Regions from separate parts of the Mus musculus genome. Here regions 1, 2 and 3 are each linked to region 4. The links are chromatin contacts, called in public Hi-C and HiCAR-type maps. All regions are on one chromosome and are shown on one strand. The core of a region is the stretch at or near the end of the contact, and the rest is flanking DNA. Distances in the headings are between cores, read along the strand shown. Region 1 has its middle 37 kb from the start of Gm45650. Region 2 holds the start of Aadat (aminoadipate aminotransferase). Region 3 has its middle 18 kb from the start of Gm45650. Region 4 holds the start of Mfap3l (microfibrillar-associated protein 3-like).

Region 1 (2,877 bases), core at 42-2,541, 120 kb after region 4:
AGCCATGTCCTAGTTCCGACCCATCCTTATGATTCCTGGTCCCCTGAAATGTAAGTGAACAACCTCCCACTGTCACCACCCCAGCTGTGAACAGCTGTGAGCTCCACCATGCTCCACTGTTGTGGGTAGTGCCACCTCAAGCCACGAACCAAAAGAAACCCTTCTCCCCTTTCAATGGCACACAAGTTACTCACATAATGTATGCATGAATTATAAATCAGAGAGCAGAGAGATGGCCAAGTGGTTAAGAGTGCTTTCTACTCTTACAGAGGATCCAAGTTCAGTTCCCAGGACCCACATCAAAATCACCTATAATTCTAGTTGCAGGCGATCAGATACTCTCTTCTGGTTCCTGCAGGCACCCACATATACACAAACACATGAATAAATAAAAATAATCTTTAAAATGAATACATTATAAATAGTATGCTTATACTCTATATAAAATTCATATCTCTATAAAATATACATAATAACTGTAAGAAAATACATTAAAACATATGAAGTAGCTTCATGTCTTCTTATGACATATGTGTGTGTGTGTGTGTGTGTGTATGTGTGTGTGTGTGTGTGTATTCCTTTAGAGATCCTTGGTTTAGACAGGAATCAATTTTTTGTAAGAAAGCCATATAGTAAATATTCAAAAATTTCAGATCATGTAAAACCTCAGCAGCATACCCTTTGCTTTCTTTTTACTGCAAATAGTTGTTCAATAATGTACACTTATATTTACTCCTGGGGCCACACAAAAATAGAGAAGCAGCTATAGTATACTCCTTGTTTTAGATTATAGGCTACTCTAGAATAAATTATCCCGGGCAATGAATGAGCAAACACATTCATGTCTAATGAATCCTGAATTAAATCAACCAGCAAATGCAGTGAAGTGTGGGAGTAAGGAGACCGGCTTCAGCAAAGAGATGCTCCATGAGGTCTCCAGTAAGCTGGTACCTAGGAGTGGCCATGAGCCGGTCAGAGAAGGGCAAAGGAGAAGCCCTCTGAGAGGGAAAGCATACAAGTTCCAAGCCCGGATGTGGAGAAGAACGTGCTTGTTAAAAATTCACAGTCTTGTCTCCTGGAGGAGTTCCGTGAGAGGACAAAAGAGCAAAACGCAAGATAAGATTTGGAAGTTAAGATAAGCGACAGCAAGGAGCGCTCTGAAGACAATTTCCAGGAGCATGAAGCAGAAATGTAGTTAAGGAAGATAAAAATCACCAGACCGTGTGTGCAGGAATGTGGGCAGAGTGAAATGGGCGCCAGAATGCGGCAGGTCAAAGAGAAGTGGGCCGCTTTGGTGAGCGCCTCGGGCTACTTGGGATGATGATTAAACCGCTAAGTCCTTCACTGGCATTCGCCTTGAGACAAAGCCATCACGGGAGCACATGCAGTTCTGACTCTGACTTTTTTATTAACCAAACCAAACAAGTTGAGAACAAAGTTTATTCTCCCCTTTGCTCTGGTTGTTTTCATGTTATTCAAACTAAAACGTCATTTAAATATCATCCTTGGAAGACCATCCAAGACATAAGTAACACCATTTGCCTCCAAAGAGGGAAACTGGGTATCAGTTTGTATAAGTCAGGCAGTTGTGGCAGCCACTTAATCCCAACTCTCAAGGGACAGAGATGGCCATTGCCTGGTCAAGGTGGTTAGATTAGCCAGAGTTGATGAGCCCCGGGTTCAGCAAGACACCTTACTTCAGCATACAATGTAAGAGGCAATGGCAAAAGAGACCCAATGTGAAGTTTAGGCCTTCACATGCACTGTACACACATGCATCCTTATGTACACATATGCAGCCACATCATACACATGCACGCGCACACATGTGTGAACACACGCACACACAAACGAGTTTAAGAATAAATGATAAAAACAAAACAAAAATCATATTATACAGTTCACCTGTCCCTCTAAAAACAGAGTTAGCATACTGCTTCTATGTCTACATCAAAACTTACACACAACTATCAACAGCATCATTATCTTTTTAAGAAAAAAAATATATACCACTTTCTGAGACATGGTGATATGTGCTGCAGAGCTCTGTTCAGTCAGTCTGCTCCATCCTGACTCACTGCTGTTTGCTCCTGCTGAGGAACAAATCATTCAGGAAGCTGTGCACCTCAGCCATGCTTAGAATTTAAAGATACCAGGAAACGATGCCCGCGGAGCCGGAAGTGGGGATTCACTGAATTCGAATCACACTCGCCAGCGGCAACATGAAGTTGCTGGAGAAGGTTTGTATGGACTTGTTCAGAGGCACAAAAGGAAAAGTGAAAGGACCGGTGTGCATGCCTACCAAGACACTGAGCATCACTACCAGAAAAACATCTTGTGGTGAAGGTTCCAGGATATGGGAGCATTTCCAAATGAGGATCCTCAAGATTCACACAGTCCTTCTGAGGTTGTTGAACAGATTACTTCCATCAGTATTGAGCCGGGAGTGGAGGCTGAAGTCACCATTGTAGATGCGTAAGTCAATTGTTTTCATAAATTGACTTAATTGTTAAAATATATGTATAAACCATCCAGTTATTTACCCACAAATGGATACCATAAAATGCAGTTTGTTCATGTAATAGAAACAATAAAGTGCTTATAATACTACAATATGAATGAAGCATAAAATACTACATTAAGTGAAAGACGTTAATGGCAAAAGAACAGAGTGATGATTCCACTTGTATTAAAAAAAAAATCCACAATAGGATATAGCAACCCCAGAAGCAAACGTTAAAATTGCTGATGCAGTAGGGCTCCTTGGGGCCATAAGGTGGAAAGTGATGGCAAACAGATACTGGATTTTGTTTAGCGGATCAAAATGTTCTGAAATTAGATGGTGACAGTAACAGAGCCCTGTAAGACACCATGCCT
Region 2 (3,179 bases), core at 620-3,119, 130 kb before region 4:
AAGGAAGAACGACTAGTATGCAGCCTTTCCCTTGGACTGTGGTTTTGGTCTGTGGTGTATTTCTATAACCACAACCACCAATACCCCCACATCCTTTTACCTTCTCTGATGGGTCACTTTGTTTCCCTACCTGGCCAGAATCACCATTCACCTTATAACCAGGAAGCATCTCAGGTATTTTTCCTGTCTAATTCCAGGAGGTGGCAGTTTAAGTGGGGTTTGTCTCCATAGGCTCTCGTATTTAAACACGTTGTCCCCAGTTGGTAAGACTATTTGGGAAGTTGGGGAGGTGGGGTCTTGTTGGAGGAGGTATATTGCTTGGAGAAAGCTCCTAAGTTTCGAGCACCCACATCTTTCCCAGGGATCTCTCCCTGCCTCTTTCCTGAGAATCCAACTGTAATCTCTCAGCTACAGCTTCAGCGCCATGCCTGCATGACTGCCTGCTGCCATGCTCCCTGCCATGATGGCCAAAGAATCTAACCCAGCAGAACAGTGGACACTGAATCGAATGTTTTCTAAGTTGCCTTGGTCATGGTGTTTTATCAAGACAATATTTAAACTTAACTAAAACACAGAAAAGTCTGCATAGAAAACGCAGCAAGCTTTTTTTTTTTTAAAGAATCTTTATTTCATGATTTGATGGTCTTAGAGTCTATGCCTCGTGCTCTGTCTTCAGAGTGTACGAGTGCAGGAAGAGGCTGGCCTCCAACACTGAGAAGTCAGGCTATCTGTGGCACGTATTATTTTTAGAGTCAGAATGGTTATAACTCCAAAGCCCCTCTTGCCAGCCCGAGGACCATCCTCTTGGATGCAAAGTCCTTGCCTGACACAGCTAGTTTAAGCTACAGTGGTCAAATAAAGCTGACACCTCAAACGTCATGAGATGTCCTGTTCCCAGGGACAAGCTTGAACCCTGAGTTTTCAGCTGTTCTTTATTAATTTTGGAATTCACTCACTATATGGCCCAGGCACCTCAGCTTCCAAAAGTACTCCTTGAGCGATTCATTCACCGCTCCCTCCTTTAAATAACTGTGAACTTAAGACAGTTTCTCTTTGTATGGTCATCAACCAGGTAATTTCATACTCGATAATCGCTTTATCTTCACCATACCCAACACACTTTCAACCGAGCACTTACACAGTGGAAGCTTTGGAACTCAGTGGGAGAAGAGGCTGAGAATCGAGGAGACTGCAGATTTAGTCTTCAAATTTGGGGTTGGGAGTAACTATCCCCACTTACTCTACCGGGCTTCTACTTTGTAAAGTTACCTGAATTCATCTGGGTCCCCTTGAAGATTTGGGGGGTGGGGGTGAGAGAGGGAAGGGAAAGAGAGACAGAAAGGGACAGAGAGATAGAGAGAGACAGGGAGAGACAGAGAGACAGACACCTTGATACTGAGAAACAAGGCTAAGCACCTATTATAATGCCTGCTGCAATGGAATAAAACTACCACCAGAGGGTACTAAAGGACCAGGATCCTGAGATACCATCAGCTTCCAGAGGCTCATTTCAAAGATCTGAAGGGGAGGGTTTGGGGGGCTGGCCAATAGCAAAGCTGTGCTGCGAGGCTCTGAGCAGTTGCGAGACTCTGAGCAGCAAGGTCAAGAATCCACGCTGCGTTTATGTGAATTCGGGCACCGATCCCTGTTGTTATCGTGCATCACAGCAGGGCCTAGCGGTTTTCGTCTCTCCAAGCCCATCCCTGACCAGTGACTTGGGCTGCCTGTGGTCAGCTGCCATAGGCCGGCCGGCGGGGCGGGAGAGGGCACCCGGGTCAGCCACTGCCCCTCTGTGGATGGACTTTGTCCCTTCTGCCTCCTGACCCGGGTCTATTTAGATCTCAGACACCTACCGCAGCCGGTAGGCAGGCAGATTGGGTGGCACTACACAGGGACAGCTAACAGTGCATCCCGAGTGACTGGCTTTCTGAATCCTGCTCCACGCGACCAGCAGAGACATGAATTACTCACGGTTCCTCACTGCAACGAGCCTGGCCAGAAAGCCATCTCCCATCAGAACTACAGGTGAAAAACAAAGCCAGAGCCCTCCCTGCTCTGCAAGAGTGGAGTTTTCTTAGCGGAAGCTCTGCATGGTGCCCTGTTTTGGCGCTCACCGCTAGGGTTTGTGCCCATTCATTCAAGTGTGAAGACAACCTGTGAGCATTAGTGAAGGAGGAGTTATTTAACTTTTGTTCACTAAGAGCTTGGCTTGGAAGGCAAGGCAAGGCAGTGAGTATTTTTGCTGAGGTGTTGGAGATGAGCCAAAGGGCCAAGCATGAGGCACATCTTTCAAGCCAGCTGTAGAGAAAGGCTCTTAAAGGACTGGGGAATGGGACCCAGAGGTGGAGTTGGGACACACACAGGTATTGGGCAACAGGGAAAAAGGCCTTCTGCTGCTGGGGCCCTCTCCATTTTTCTTCGCCATCTGCATTCTTGGATTCCTCCCCCAGTGAGAAAGTCTAGAAAAATTTACTTTGTATTTATTTCAGACTAGCATTCAGTCTTAGCCCAGTATGCTGCTTTGTCAGACTAGAGGAGAGGAGTGGTAATTTAATAAACAGCAAGAATGTTCTGTCGGCTCTGGAGACTGCCATGCCCAACATCAGGTACCCAGTGAGGACAAATCCAAATAAATGATGCTTCTCGCTGCAGCTCGGTCTCTTCTGTAAGAACACTAATTCCATTTCTGACGGCAGAGTTTTTAATGATCTAATCCCATCTTTAATATAGCATATCAAGTACTAGAGTCGAGTATAGGACTTGGTCAGGGACATTAATGTTCAGACCACAGGACGGTGGACACATTTTTTTTCTTCTTTTTGTGTTTATCATAGCGGACATACTGAGCAAAGCACCAAAAACCCTCATCTCCCTGGCTCCTGGATCTCCAAACCCGAGCATGTTCCCCTTTAAGTCAGCTGCCTTCACTGTGGAAAACGGAAGCACCATCCGGTTTGAAGACGACTTGATCAAAAGGGCCCTCCAATACTCTCCAAGCTATGGGTAAGTAAGTGACCAATAGACGGTAGAATTCTATTGGTTCATTTTTAAATGCCATTGATGATGTGACTGAGATCTTTTGTTAATGGGGTGTACAATGACTGGGGAAGTTGGGAGAAGACTTTAAAATATTAAAAGCAAAATCAGTACTAAATGCTTCACACACCCCAGTGATGAGC
Region 3 (3,296 bases), core at 276-2,775, 100 kb after region 4:
TCATCATTGTGGAAGCATGGTTGCATTTTGCAGACATGGTGCTGGAGAAGGAGCTGAAAGTTCAATGTCTAGATCCACAGGCTGCATGAATGAATGTCACACTAGATCTATCTAGAGTACCTGCGACCTCAAAGCCCAGCCCCATTTCCTCCAACAAAGCCACACCTATTTCAACAAGGCCACACCTCCTCACAATGCCACTCCATTTGGGATAGGTATTCAATCACATGAGCTTATTGAAACCACAAAAATAATTCTAAAGACTCCCACAGGCTGTGCCTTTCAGGTCCAAAGGTCAAATTCCACAATGAACAATTGAAACAGTTAAATTAGGTCATTTGTATTTTCATGTGTATTTTAGTAACCAATTTAGACAAGGGCCATTTTACAGGGATCAGTCAAGGATGCCAGATGCTCCTTGGTACACGCTAGGCAGTTGCCCCTCCCCCCCGTTGTGTCTGGCCAGTAGATTATAGCCTGGGTTTTAGCCTGGAAAGGCATTTTGGAAACCTAGAAGAGGGGCTAGGCGAGGAGAGAAAGAAATGCAGCTAAGACAGGCATTCTGATCAAAGCTCAATTTTACTGTTCTGCACGCAGTTATGAAGCAGGGGAAGGGGCCCGATTCCCGCCAAATAATCTCTGGGTCTAGTAGCAGGGTGACCACGTGTATGGCTCTAAACAGCAAAGCGGCAGGTTCCAACAGTGGGCGTGACAAAACGATTAAGCGAGAAGCTCCACCCTTAAACAAAGTTTCAGGCTGAGAGAAAAAAAAACTACACCCCCCCCCAACCATCATCTGCTATCCAGCCTTAGAAGACAGTTCCACTTCCCTATGAGCTACACATCTTATAAAGAGCTCTTTTTTACTGTTCCCTAAGGTAAATGTAAATGTGACAGTTTGGGATGAGGATGAGGTCTTGTTTTAAAGAACAGAGCCGGGCATGGTGGCGCACGGCTTTAATCCCAGCACTTGGGAGGCAGAGGCAAGAGGATTTCTGAGTTGGAGGCCAGCCTGGTCTACAGAGTGAGTTCCAGGACAGCCAGAGCTACACAGAGAAATCCTGTCTCTAAAAAAAAAAAAGAACAACTAGCCTAGTTCTAGTGTGGCCTTCCCTCCCCCTCCCCCCCCTTGAGTAGGCTAAACAAACTGGTGGATTCTACAACCTGGCTAGAGTCAGCACCTAGCCTCGCTGCATTTGCAGTTTCCTGCAGGAGCTTTGAGGAGTTGACCACCTGCTGAGCTTGCTTTGCAACTCAATCCACCTGAGACAAAGGACAGGATGGGTCTGTGCAGGATGGGTCTGTGGGGTTTCCCTATATAAATGCAGAGCTGAAAATTAAACTTTGAGCCTTGGTCAGAAACCTTTGTCTTGGCTTCATCCTTCTTTTGCCCGCCCATCCTTTTTTATTTTCAGCCTAGTTCTCTGTGGCTGCTGGACAGCTACAATCTAGTACAAACACTGGTTAGGAAGAGTTTAAGCACGCCCCCCCCCCCCACCCCCCAGTTCCAAAGGAGCAGTCTGTCATATTTAAATGCCAGTTTGAGTCATGTCTGACCAGTAGAATGGTCATCTACTTCCTGGCAGCCACAATGTACAGAGTTCTGACAGCATTTAGTGACTATGTACCAGCATAGCACTAATTTCTGCCAGTACTCCTGTGGGTTGTTTTGTTTTGTTTGCTTTGTTTTGCTTTGCTTTGTTGCTCTCTCTCTCTCTCTCTCTCTCTCTCTCTCTCTCTCTCTCTCTCTCTCTCTCTGTGTTTATTTTATTTTATTTTATTTTATTTTATTTTATTTTTTGAGGCAGGGTTTCTCTTTGTAATTGTCCTGGCCAAACTCAGTTTGTAAACCAGGCTTGCTTCAAACCCGCCTCTGCTTCCCAAGTGCTAGGATTAAAGGTATGTATCACCACACCCAGAATCCTCCAGTACATTCTTATGGTACAGAGTTGAGGACAAGCACAATGTGCTGTGAGGTCTCACCAATTAAATCTCCCTCCAATAGCCATCTACAAGTAAAATCCTTCCCCCAAACTCTACAGGACCATTTGTTCCCTGGAGACCCAACACTACAATAAGGTGATATTCCTATCTCTACAGTCTGCAATCACTGATATTGGACCAAATGATACTGGGGTAGTCAGTTTTCTGTTGCTGTGACAATCTACCAAAACCTCTTTGGCTGATAAAGCGCAAAGGTTTATTTGGGCTCATGTGGGAAGCCACATGTGCCGTTGCAGAGTGGCACTGACTACTGCTGGCCACCACGCATAAGATTGGACAAACAACCAATGTGTACATATGCAGTAAAGTTTTTTGCAAAGACACTGCCTGGCCCAGGCATGATAATGAGGTTCTGTAAGGTACTGAGAGTATAACCAATCAGATGTGAGACATGCAAATGAGGTATGATAATGAACGTGTGCAGAAGGATCCTGTTGCAGCGTCGTTCTTCCTGGCCAGTCGAGCGCGCGCAAGAAGTGGTGCCGAAAACCCGGGACAAGAAACATCTTCAGGCACGAGCGAAGACCCCCTGCTACAGGGAGGATTCAGAACTGCATCACGGGGAAGGAGCAGTTAATAAAGGTTCCCGCAAAACAGTCTGCTGAGAAGGATCCAGCGTGGATTCAGAACTCTTCAGCTGGGGAACGGTGGTAATGAAGTGTTCCTGCAAAACAGACTGCTGAGAAGGATCCGGAGTGGATTCAGAACTCTTCAGCTGAGGAACGGCGGTACTGGTAAGTAGAAAGAAATTAATGTGAGAGGCATGCTCTCCTACGAAATAGATCTGATAATTGTTGCTGGGGTTGCTATCTTTCTTGCCTTGATCTTATATCATGGCTTTAATTGTCAACTCCCAAAATGTAAAGATACAAAAAATAGTATAAAAAATAGTAAAAAGCAGAAAATTAAGTCAATTTACCCTCCTCTTGAGGACTCTGAGTCGTTAGAATTGTCTAGCTCAGAGGATTCCGAATTATCAACAGGAGAGGAGGAAGATTTGAAGGAGGCTGCTGCGGAGTATGAGGCAGAAAGATCTGGTCCAATAGGGAGGAGTTTCAGTGCTCCCCCACCTACTCCGCCTTATGCAGATAAGAAAGCAATTGGCAATGGTCACTCTTTTTGCACTCCTAAAGGGTTGCAAAAAATATGTCAGGCTTTTCCTGTTTTTCAGGATCATGCTCAACAGCGATATTATGAGCCAATATCGCATAAACAAGTAAAAGAGCTAGCAGAGTCAGTAAGGACCTATGGAGTTAATGCCTCATTTACTCAGTCCCAAATTGATAGATTGG
Region 4 (3,236 bases), core at 1-2,500:
AGCAGTCTGGCACTGTTCAGAGCATGCTCAGTTGCCTGCAGCCACTTCTGCGGCGGAACTCAGGGCTTGAGGTCACAGACAATACTTTGCCTCTGGGTTTGTCAGTCACAGAGAAGGAGGTCGACTGCTATCCCGTTAACAGCTTCCTGTCATCTTGACAGCTGTTCCTAACTCAGAGTGGAATACGCGGGGTCTGACAGCCTGAGCCACTTTAGTAGCGTTAATTTGCTTAATCCAACTCTCCGTGTTTTTCCAGCAGCCTATGACCAACATAGGTGTGGGGGCGGGGCTACCCTTCTTAAAAAAAAAAAAAAAAAAAACACGGTGTGGGGCGTGGCCGGAGGGGGCCAGGATAGAAGAGCCAGGGAAGAAGAGCTTGGTCACTGTCCCAGAAACTGACAAGATCTCCCTTAAATAGATAGATAGAATGATAGATAGATAGATAGATAGATAGATAGATAGATAGATAGATAGATAGATAGATAGATAGATAGATAGATAGATAGACAGACAGAAAGATAGATGATAGGTACATAATATTTAAATGCGTGTGGGATGGCAGGGGAGAGATCCACTAATATTGCAGGACTGTTCACAGAAAACTTATGTAGGTGGTAAAAATATTTTTAGAATACTTATTTTTTCTCATCAGAACAACTTAACTGCTCTTTAGAGAGAATGTCGAAACTGCAAATAATTTTAAGGGGCAGTTTTATAAATTTTCGCGGAACCACACCACTCAGAATCCACCGCAAACACCCTGCTGTGTCTTGTCGTGCCACTTCGAGGCGTCCACTGTGCTTTTGCTGTGACAGCGCGGCCGGCCGCCTAGGAGGCCCCATATGCTCCTGCTCGCGAGGTGCTGTGACAAGACAGCCTTAGAGACTAGGTTGGTTAATGCGTGGGTAGGCTGGTTGCCCGTGGCATCCAAGATGACATTCGAAGACGCCTTTGCCTGCGTGTCCTTGAACGCCACTGAGACGCGACGCTCCGGAAAGTTGAGGTGACAACGCCGGCAGCGCCCTGCCTCCCCACAATTACCAGTCACGCTGCCCTAGCACCACTGAGTCTGGAGGAAGAGGCAGGGTGGAGCGCGGGAGCACCGCCCAGTGGCCGCCCGGTCCCGCCCAGAGGCCGGGCTCTCTGAGCACGATGCTTCCCTGCAGACTGCAGGGCCAGCCCGGGGTGGGCGGAGCCCACCACCCGCAGCGGCCCGCCCCGGGCCGCGGCTGCGGCGAAAACCCGGTTGTGCAGAGTGCACCGGACCTCGGCGCCGCCGGGAGCCGCACTGGGCATGCTCGGCTCTCGCCGGCTCTGGAGCCCGTAGGTGGGAAGCTCCGGCTCCCGGCGGCGGGGCTCGTAACCCGCATCGAGAAGAGGCGCGGGCGGCGGAGGAGGTTGGTACACGCTCGGTGCTGCAGAGCTCCCCGGGTGGCCATGGCGAGAGGTGCACGGCGACCACCCGAGTGGCGCAGCGGTGTCAGGTCAGTGAGGGCACTGGGCGGGCGAGCCTGGGCGGCGGGCTACAGTAGGAGGGAGCCTCGCACCGGGTTTGTGGTCAGCGGCCGCCCGAGCTGCAGAACTTTCGGACGCCTGGGCTGGCGAGGCTACGCGCCTGGAGGTGCCCTGCTCTCCCAGCTCGTGGCTGGTCGCAGGATGCTGGAAGTACATGCAGGGCGGAGACCGGCGGGTTGGGGACAGTCGCGTCCAAGGCTCGTGCCACAACCTTCTGATGGCCAGGGGCGCGCTGTCCACAGCGCGTTAGCACAGAGCCTTCCCAATCTCCCGGGAGAAGGAGGATGCCACGCAGAGACAGGGCTCTTCGCCCAGCTGTGGATCGTTCTTGTCACGGTGCCTCAGTTTCCCCAGACAGGGAAGGGTGTACTGGCCTTTGCCCGGAAGGCGGCGTGGGGAGCTCCGAAGCGCCGCGTCCTGATGCTGCAGGAGTGTGGGAAGCAGCTGGTGCTAAGAGCTGCTTCCTTGTCTTGAGAGCTCTTGGAGTTTGTCGCATTTCCCACCATAGCAAGTTGACACCAAATTGTCTGGTGGCCTGGAATGGGGGAACGTCCTTCTTTGGCTAAAAAAGTAAATGCCGAGTCAATCCTTTTTAAGCCCGAGAATTGCTTGTCTCCCTCTTTAAATTAGCCTGGGATCGCAAATTCCAAGGTTTATAAAGCAAACTGGAAAAAAGAAAAGAAGATGTTTGCAGGTACATCAGCTGCTCACCCTGTAGAAAATATTATGGCTCCGTCGTCATTGTTTTGAAAGACACTTGTTCAAAGTGTGGTTACTGTAGCAATCTTTATTTGCTCTAGCTTTATATTAGGAACTTGGAATCAGCATTGCAGAAACAGTGGTTTTTGAAGTTTTCTCACTCCCCCCCCCCCAGGCAAAACACTTTTTTTTTAAAGTTGCTACTACACTCAACATAGTAAAATGTTCAGGATTAAATCTGCAAGATGGAAAAAGAATTGTTTTTCAGGAGAGACTAAATTAGAGCAAGGTAGTTTGCAGGCAGTGAGCTAATGCACAAAAATGCAATCTGTACCTTCTAAGGTAATGTTACTGTTTTCCCCTACAGCTACCCATATTCATCTATTAAAATACTTACAAGTTTGAGGAGCCCAGCACATGACTGGTTACATTACCTGGCTCTGTGTGATGCACCACGTTTACAATGTGCCCTGATTGCTCCACCTAGCTATGCCTTGTGCTGTTTAGAAAGAGACAAGTGGGATCTTTCCTTAGCTGTGTCTTTCTGATTGATAGCAGGGGGCTGAGCACCTAGGTCTTACAAGTGTTGCTGGGTTTGTACTTCTGTGCCCCCTGGGTTTGCTAGTGACACTAGATGAACACAACAGACCATTTCTTTTAAAAATAAATCTCCTCACACTCATGTGACCTTATTCAAACCCCACTCCTCACCCTTTTTGGCTAACAATTGAAAAATTTAAGACTATTTAAGTACCACAGCTATTGTTTAATTTGAGCTTTCAATATTTTTCTTCAAGAACTTCCAGACACTTAAATGCCAAGTAGCTACTTGCAGTAACCAAATTGTTCAGTCTCAGCCCAAGTCATATAGCGTCATTAAGCAAGTGTGTTTGTATGAATTCAGGAAATATGTAGATAGTAGTGTTTGCCTAACTTAGAATTCATTCTAGCATTTGGGATACAAGTTGTCTTTTCTAGCAAAACCCAGGGGAACACTTACAATTCTGACAGTTTCCATGGCC

What was found. A called contact is a pair of places that touch in the nucleus more often than the background predicts. HiCAR-type assays count read pairs that join an accessible place to other places.
Region 1: a HiCAR-type map of kidney shows a contact between it and region 4, with 2.2 times the contacts expected there. The contact joins the enhancer-like site here to the promoter of Mfap3l in region 4. A contact is called at or near these places in 5 of 39 promoter capture datasets (the 3T3-L1 cell line, 3T3-L1-derived adipocytes, embryonic stem cells and 1 more), 7 of 484 Hi-C or Micro-C datasets (3T3-L1-derived adipocytes, Sertoli cells, embryonic stem cells and 4 more), 3 of 115 datasets of contacts at active chromatin or transcription factors (embryonic stem cells, kidney and neural progenitor cells) and 1 of 9 other capture datasets (embryonic stem cells).
Region 2: a contact with region 4 is called in a Hi-C map of nephron progenitors, with 4 times the contacts expected there. The contact joins the promoter of Aadat here to the promoter of Mfap3l in region 4. A contact is called at or near these places in 6 of 39 promoter capture datasets (embryonic stem cells, hippocampal neurons, liver and 1 more), 5 of 484 Hi-C or Micro-C datasets (embryonic stem cells, liver, nephron progenitors and 1 more), 1 of 115 datasets of contacts at active chromatin or transcription factors (embryonic stem cells) and 3 of 9 other capture datasets (adipose tissue, liver and pancreatic islet).
Region 3: a contact with region 4 is called in a HiCAR-type map of embryonic stem cells, with 4 times the contacts expected there. The contact joins the enhancer-like site here to the promoter of Mfap3l in region 4. A contact is called at or near these places in 4 of 39 promoter capture datasets (the 3T3-L1 cell line, the SN4741 cell line, embryonic stem cells and 1 more), 4 of 484 Hi-C or Micro-C datasets (the 3T3-L1 cell line, embryonic stem cells and uterus), 4 of 115 datasets of contacts at active chromatin or transcription factors (embryonic stem cells and stem cell-derived neural progenitor cells) and 1 of 9 other capture datasets (embryonic stem cells).

What each region holds. Positions count from the first base shown.
Region 1 is chr8:60,754,975-60,757,851 of GRCm38.p6, forward strand. It overlaps the pseudogene Gm45651. Among named protein-coding and RNA genes, the nearest start is that of Gm45650, 37 kb to the left of the region's middle. Within about 2 kb of position 1,292, at least 11 of the 459 cell types and tissues checked have an H3K27ac peak or open chromatin away from gene starts, as enhancers often do. A contact at or near this core is called in kidney, where this site is marked.
Region 2 is chr8:60,504,255-60,507,433 of GRCm38.p6, forward strand. Aadat (aminoadipate aminotransferase) reads left to right here and starts at 1,870. Exons shown (of 13, transcript NM_011834.2): 1 at 1,870-2,025; 2 at 2,835-3,003. The coding sequence starts at 1,959.
Region 3 is chr8:60,735,881-60,739,176 of GRCm38.p6, forward strand. No RefSeq gene overlaps it. Among named protein-coding and RNA genes, the nearest start is that of Gm45650, 18 kb to the left of the region's middle. Within about 2 kb of position 1,526, at least 12 of the 459 cell types and tissues checked have an H3K27ac peak or open chromatin away from gene starts, as enhancers often do. A contact at or near this core is called in embryonic stem cells and stem cell-derived epiblast-like cells, where this site is marked.
Region 4 is chr8:60,631,575-60,634,810 of GRCm38.p6, forward strand. It overlaps Mfap3l (microfibrillar-associated protein 3-like), which reads left to right and starts at 1,251. Exons shown (of 3, transcript NM_027756.5): 1 at 1,251-1,484. It overlaps Gm34730 (a long non-coding RNA gene), which reads right to left and starts at 281. Exons shown (of 3, transcript XR_379010.3): 1 at 1-281.